Linked DNA regions of Mus musculus: region 1 is linked to region 2. The links are chromatin contacts, called in public Hi-C maps. All regions are on one chromosome and are shown on one strand. The core of a region is the stretch at or near the end of the contact, and the rest is flanking DNA. Distances in the headings are between cores, read along the strand shown. Region 1 has its middle 8.5 kb from the start of Pebp1. Region 2 overlaps Taok3 (TAO kinase 3).

Region 1 (3,651 bases), core at 612-3,111, 68 kb after region 2:
AAATACCCCTGGGTTTAAAAAATGATTATAAAAACAGGTTTATGGACTGGCAGGATAGCCTGATGGGTAACAGTGCTTGCTGCCAAGTCCAAGTTCAAACCCTGGAGCCCACATGATAAAAGGCAAAAACCCACTCCTGCAAATTGTCCTCTGACCTCTCCACAGGCGCCCTGGCATGTGCGTGCGCATGTGCACACACAAAAGAAATGATTTTTTAAAACGTGTTTGTCAGGCATATAGCTAAGGCATAGCTGGTAATCCTTGATCTGTAATTATGGAGGCTATTTACTGAGTGCCTGCCATGTCTCTCCGAGATGCCTGAGGGGTGTCAATGTGCCTCAGACAGGAGGATGTTAGCAGTCAAATGGAGACGATCTCAGGACTGGAAGAAACCCCGAGACTAGTGATTATGATGAATGACTGATAGAAAGTCCTATGGACGCAGAAGTCAGTCAGAAGCTGGTCTGACCTGTAGCCAGCCTCAGTTACACTCCATCTCAAAACAAAGAGGAAAAAAAAAAAACCAAGTCCCTAAACTTAAGTGGCGCTCCACAACCATCCAGAAGACTTCATTATGCATGGGATAGCCTTCTCTGCTGGCCTCGCACAAAGTCCGCAAGCACTCTACCACTGAGCCACGCCTCCACCCAGCACATTCCCAGTTCTTGACTGCACACATGTGTGTGCAATGCGCACGCACACGCACACACACACACACACACACACACACACACACACTCTGTAGTACTAGTTAACAGCTGCCTGTAACTCCAGCTCCAGAGGATATAGTACTACAGTGCCCTCTGTTGGCCTCTAAAGGCACTGCACTTACATAGGCATACCTGCATACACACACACACACACACACACACACACACACACACACATTTTTAAATAATATTTTTAAAAACCAGAAATCTGGGTCTGGAGAGATGGCTCAGTGGTTAAGAGCACCAACTGCTCCTCCAGAGGTCCTGAGTTTAATTCCCAGCAACCACATGGTGGCTCACAACCATCTGTAATGGGATCTGATGCCCTCTTCTGGTGTGTCTGAAGAGAGCAATTGTGTACTCATATACATAAAATAAATAAATAAATCTTAAAAAAAAAACAGAAATCTGGGTTTTACCTGATTATTACGGGTTTTTACCAGGGTTGGGCGTGCCGGTCAGGTGACAGGGTGTTTACTGACCATACATAGAACTGAGTTCCACTCCCACAGCACCACATAAACCTGGTCCTACAGTGCACACCTGAGAGGCGGGGCTGGGGGGTCAATCAGAGGTTTGAGTCTGAGGTGAGCTTGGGAGACATAACACCCTGTCAAAGAGAGAGAGAGAGAGAGAGAGAGAGAGAGAGAGAGAGAGAGAGAGAGAGAAAGGAAAGAAGGAAAGGAAAGGAAAGGAAAGGAAAGGAAAGGAAAGGAAAGGAAAGGAAAGGAAAGGAAAGGAAAGGAAAGGAAAGGAAAGGAAAGGAAAGGAAAGGAAAGGAAAGGAAAGGAAAGGAAAGGACAGACTAACAGACCTATAAGTTTGCACATCTTGAAATAGCAGTGGAAACACGGCCCCAGAGCCACAGAGCCGGAGCCATGAGAATTTCACCTAGCCCACTCAAACAGTACTGTGGGGGTCATCAGAACATTGGCAGAGAGGGAGAGCTTCCAAAAATGACAGTGTGTTTAGACGAGCCAGGTCTCCAAGTTGCCTGGCAGGTTCAAGGAACCAGGAGGCAGCCTTGTAGTTCAGGAGCCGAGTGTGAGCAGGAGCCAAGAGCCTTGCAACAGTCACAGGACAGAAGACTTCCAGGCCCTGTGGGTCTGTGAATCACTCAGGGATTTCCACTCTGAGGCTGCCTGACTTTGCACCGATGTCAAGACAGGCTTCGACCGTATGCCGTTGGGTTTAAACATTGACAAGGTATTAGGGCCAGGGAGGGGGGGCGGGGAGGGGAGAGGGGGACGACTCTGTGAGGGGGATCAGAAGAGGGAGCAGCATTTGGGATGTAAATAAGTTAATTTAGAACATATATGAGATATGGCCTCCGTTTATTGGAGGTGAATTCAGAAATGCCAGAGGGGTGACACGGTGGCGGCACATGTTCCCTTCTGCATGAGTGTTTACAGTAACAGGCACACCCCAGAATTCTAACCTTAGAAACACTGGGCTCTGGGCCAATGGTGAGCCAGCAAGAAGGCCCAGCAACAAAGGAGCTTACTGTGCAAACCTGGTGACCTGGGTCTAATACCTGGACTAATAGGACAGGATCAATTCCACCAAGTCATCCACTGACCACACGCGTGCTGTGGCACACACCCACACAATAGGCACGCACAGAAGAATAAGGTCAAGTTTTAACACTGGATTGTGAGCCCCTGGGCTGTACTGTGAGACACCTGTTGTCATGGCTGATATTATGACAGGATCCAGGATCAAACCCTAGAAGAGTCATCTCTGGGCGTGTCTATCTGCATTAGGCTGAGGTGGGAAGATCTACCCTAACTGTAGGTGACATTGCCACTGGTTGGAGTCCAGGATTGAATAAAAAGGAGAAAGTGAGCTGGGTGTTGGCTTTCACAGTTTTGCTCCCTGACTGTGGATGCCACGGTGACAGCTACTTCAATACTTCAAGCTCCTACTGCCACACCCTCCCTGCCATAATAGACTGAAACTGTGAGGCGCAATAGTCCCTCCCTCAAGCCACTTCAATTTTGTCAGCAATGTTCTTGTGCTAATCCCAGGCTCTTATCTTACACTCTTGGGAAGGCTATAAACGGGGAGCAGTCCTGACTTCTGCACTTTAGTCCCGTATGTCCATCAGAATCCCATTCAACCATTTGGCTTTTTGTTTTGGTTTGGTGTTTTTAGACAGGGTTTCTCTGTGTCACCTTGTCTGTCCCAAGCTTGCTCTGTAGAGCAGGCTGACCTCAAACTCACTGAGATTCACCTGCCTCTGCCTCCCCAAATGCTGGGATTAAAGGTGTCGGTGCCACCTGGCGGCTTCTTCTTTTTTTTTAAACATGATTTCCTATGTATTTTTTCTGCATGTAGAAGAGGGCATCAGATTGTGAGCTGCCATGTGGGTGCTGGGAATTGAACTCAGGACCTGCGGAAGAACAGCCAGTGCTCTTAACCTGCTCTTACCCGCTGAGCCATCTCTCCACCCACTGTTCACTACATTTATTTTGTGTGTATGTGTGCTGGCTCACGTATCCCATGTCTCACATATGGGGACCAGAGGACAACTTTGGAGACTCAGTTCTTCCCCTCTACCATGTGGGTCCCTGACTACTCACTACTCTGGTAGGTGGTCAGAGTTGGTGACAGTGACTTTATTTGCTCAGCCATCTTGCCCCACCCCCACCCCCACCAGCCACACCTGTTTTAAGATAAGGAAGCAGAGTGGGCTGGAGTTCCTATTTCACCCTGATTACCACTTAAGAGAAAAATCTAACATCTTGCCATTAGTGAGAGGAAAATCACATGAAAAATAAGAGAGAAAAAATAAGTACATGATTTTAAGTATATGTAAATACCAAGTCACATTGTTTGAACTTTGATATAAATGACTTGTCTGCCCAGAGGGCAGTTTGCATGAATCAGAACTGAAACGATGCATTCCTGTGGACATGACTATCACAATACAAGGAACTCC
Region 2 (3,157 bases), core at 295-2,794:
ATTGGAGACTGTGACTGTATTGGAGACACTTTCCATGCTCTGGTATGCCACAGAAAAGGGATCCTTCTCTGCTATGTCTCCATGCTATTGACTTAGCTAAAGGAGTTTGAGCAGATGTGCAGTTAGCAAACACTGAAACACAAGCTGGTAAGTGCTAATACCTGAGACTTTCCTGACCTGAGACATCACACACCCTGTCTCTACAGTAACTCCATGGCTTTGCTTTAGAACCCAGCCATACTGGGGGAAATATTAGAAGACTCAAGTATATAACTTTACCCAGTGGTAGAACCTTGAAGAAAACTTCATAGTAAAAGATGCACCAGCTTGACAGTTATCCCCAGGGACTGGAATGGTGCTCAGGACTTGCTACTCTCCAGAGGACCTTAACAGATTCCCAGCACCCACATAGGGACACATACACACAGATACACACACACACATACATACACAGACATAGACATACACACACATACACATTCACACAGATACATACAGACATACACACACATATACACCCACAGACACACACAGACACACATAGATACACATAGACATACGCACACATACACACTCACACAGATACATACAGACATAGACACACAGACACACACAGACATACACATATACAGACACACTCACAGTCACACACACACACACACACACACACCCCAAACATGGTGGCATACATAGGTCCCAGCAGTTGGGAAGCTCGCGGGGTCAGAGGAGACCACTACTTTGTTACCCATTTCAGTCCTGAGCCTCACTGTACCTCAGTTTCCTCCCTAGTTGCCAGTCTCTGGTAGGCGTGAGCAGCATCCAGGCCATGCCTGAGACAGTGAGTACCTGACACAGGACAGGAACTCCATAGCTAGAAGCAGTTAGTGTCACCTGCAGTTAGGGCTGCCCACCAGATCTCTTCATAAGAAGTGTTTGCCCCTTCAAAGGCAAAAGTACTTATCCAAGAGTGGGGTGCCCTTGGGTCATCTCTCTCTCAAGTAGAGTACAGCCCACTGGTTCTAATTTAGCACAGCCAGGGAGAACTGTTAGCCACAACCCACTAAGCTGGCCCCGCTAAATCCTGATCTCGGCTGGCCCAGATGAAGAGTCCACAAAGATGTAACCATTGTCTTTCCCTGAAGCAGGAACTTTTTAAATGTCATGTAGCAAGATTGGCTTTCCTGTTCTTTGATCCTTTCGGCTAAGAAAACATGGGATCCAGACTGGGGAGACAGTTCAATAGATAAAAATCCTTCCTGCCTTAATTAAAGACCAGGTTCATATCCCCAGCACCGATGCCAATGTGGCTGCCCACTTGTTTTGTTTTGTTTTGTTTGTAACTTTTTTTTTGATTCTTTGTGAGTTTCACATCATGTACCCAAACCCCATTCCTCTCCCAATCCCTCTGTATCTGCCCCCCTCCCTTGCAGTCCCCACCTTAAATAAAACAACACACACACAAACAGATCTCACCATGGAAGCAGCAGTGTGTCACGGTGTGTCACGGTGTGTGTCACACAGCACACCCTTATCTCCAGGCAGCTTCATTTGCAGATGTTCATTGCAATGAGTCATTGGTGGTCTGAGGCCTCTGGTCCTGTTGTGGCCCTGTGTCACAGAGAGCCTGCATCTTTAGTTCTACAGGACTGGTCCTTTCGTACACTACAGCAGTTCATAGATGGGGTAGATGTTGGGGTGGGGTAACTCAGAGACCTGGATCTGGGCCCGGGTGGATGCCGATTTGGTCAGCCCAGCGGCTCTCCTGCACCCAGGCCATCAGGGCCAGCTCTCCTGCTTCACTCAGGCAAGGGGCAGGGCCAGCACTCCTGACTGTGGTACCTGGCAAGGGGCAGGACCTGCTCTCTCAAGCCCATACTATCAGGGCCAGCTCTCCAGCACTTTCCCATAGAGGGGCAGGACCTGGCAGCCCAGGCACAGTCACAGAGTTCAGGAGGAGGCAGCAGGTGACCTCTGAAGCAAGCTGGCCGACGAGACTAGCTGGATCAGCAAGCTCTGGTTCAAGTGAGAGACCCCTTAGAGCACGGTCAAGGAAGGCACTAACGCCAGTCTCTGGCCTCCATCTGCATGCACACACATGTGCACCCACACATATGCAGACATGCATACACACATTCACTCACAAACACACCACACATGTAGGCCATGTACATGCAAACACACATGAAAGCACACCTACACACCTGTAAACATACACACTCAGTGACCCACACTTGCCAAAATAAGGACTCCTAGATCCTTGGTCACAGGGTAGCACCAGCCCTGGCTTTGCCCTGGCAGAACTATGCCACCTCCTGTGCTCCACAGATGCAGTGATGAGCTCCCTAGAAAGGGCCACATGATAAATGGTCTAAACTCTGCAGGACCTGCTGTACATGTCTGCACGGCTTGTACCTTCCCCACTGGAACAGAAAACTCCTGTGGGAAAAACCTCACGACAAAGAAGTGGGCTGCTGGCAGACTCCGGCCTTTGCTCTGTGGTGTTCTGTCTCAGTGACAAGCCATGTCACCATGGCTATGATTCTGGTTTTGCTTGGTTGGCTGGCTGGTTGGTTAGAGACAGGGTCTCACTGTGCAGCCCAGGCTGTTCTAGACCCTGAGGTCTTCTTACTTTAGCCTACACAGTGCTGGGATTATAGGCCATCGGCACCAGGCTCAGCTGGCTCCCGGGGTGTGTATGGCAAAGGACTTAAACATAGACCAGACCTTTCATATCCAGTGTTTGAAGGATGGCTCCAGGCTCTGGCTTTTCTACTGTGGTGGTTTCCACAGCATCTGAGGGCAGCTGTCATGGCTTGTCCCCAGGCTTGCTCATCCTGGGCTCCCATGTAGGCTTCAAGGCCAAGTTGCTGCTGTCTACTGCTGAATTTTGGGTTTGTTTTTCTCTTATGAGACAGGGTCTCATATATAACCCAGGCTGGCCTTGAAATCACTGTGTAATGTCATCGGTTGACCTTGAACTTCTGATGCTCCTGTCTCCACCTCCCAAGTGCTAGGATTACAGACTGCTACACCACACCCAATATGTGCAATGTAGGGATTAAACCAAAGGCTTCATGCATGGTAGGCAAGCACTCTACCAACTGGGCTACATCCTCTTCCTAATCTTCTGTTTTCTTTATTTAGTCCCTTCTTTTAA

What was found. Hi-C and Micro-C count contacts between places; a contact is called where the count stands out from the background.
Region 1: a Hi-C map of pancreatic cancer cells shows a contact between it and region 2, with 2.1 times the contacts expected there. The contact joins two enhancer-like sites. A contact is called at or near these places in 12 of 484 Hi-C or Micro-C datasets (ECoMG-derived neutrophils, the HPC-7 cell line, embryonic stem cells and 4 more), 1 of 115 datasets of contacts at active chromatin or transcription factors (embryonic stem cells) and 4 of 9 other capture datasets (adipose tissue, embryonic stem cells, liver and 1 more).

Annotation. Positions count from the first base shown.
Region 1 is chr5:117,277,195-117,280,845 of GRCm38.p6, forward strand. No RefSeq gene overlaps it. Among named protein-coding and RNA genes, the nearest start is that of Pebp1, 8.5 kb to the right of the region's middle. Within about 2 kb of position 1,862, at least 60 of the 459 cell types and tissues checked have an H3K27ac peak or open chromatin away from gene starts, as enhancers often do. A contact at or near this core is called in pancreatic cancer cells, where this site is marked.
Region 2 is chr5:117,209,752-117,212,908 of GRCm38.p6, forward strand. The region is part of intron 9 of Taok3 (TAO kinase 3); the gene reads left to right. Among named protein-coding and RNA genes, the nearest start is that of Pebp1, 76 kb to the right of the region's middle. Within about 2 kb of position 1,545, at least 18 of the 459 cell types and tissues checked have an H3K27ac peak or open chromatin away from gene starts, as enhancers often do. A contact at or near this core is called in pancreatic cancer cells, where this site is marked.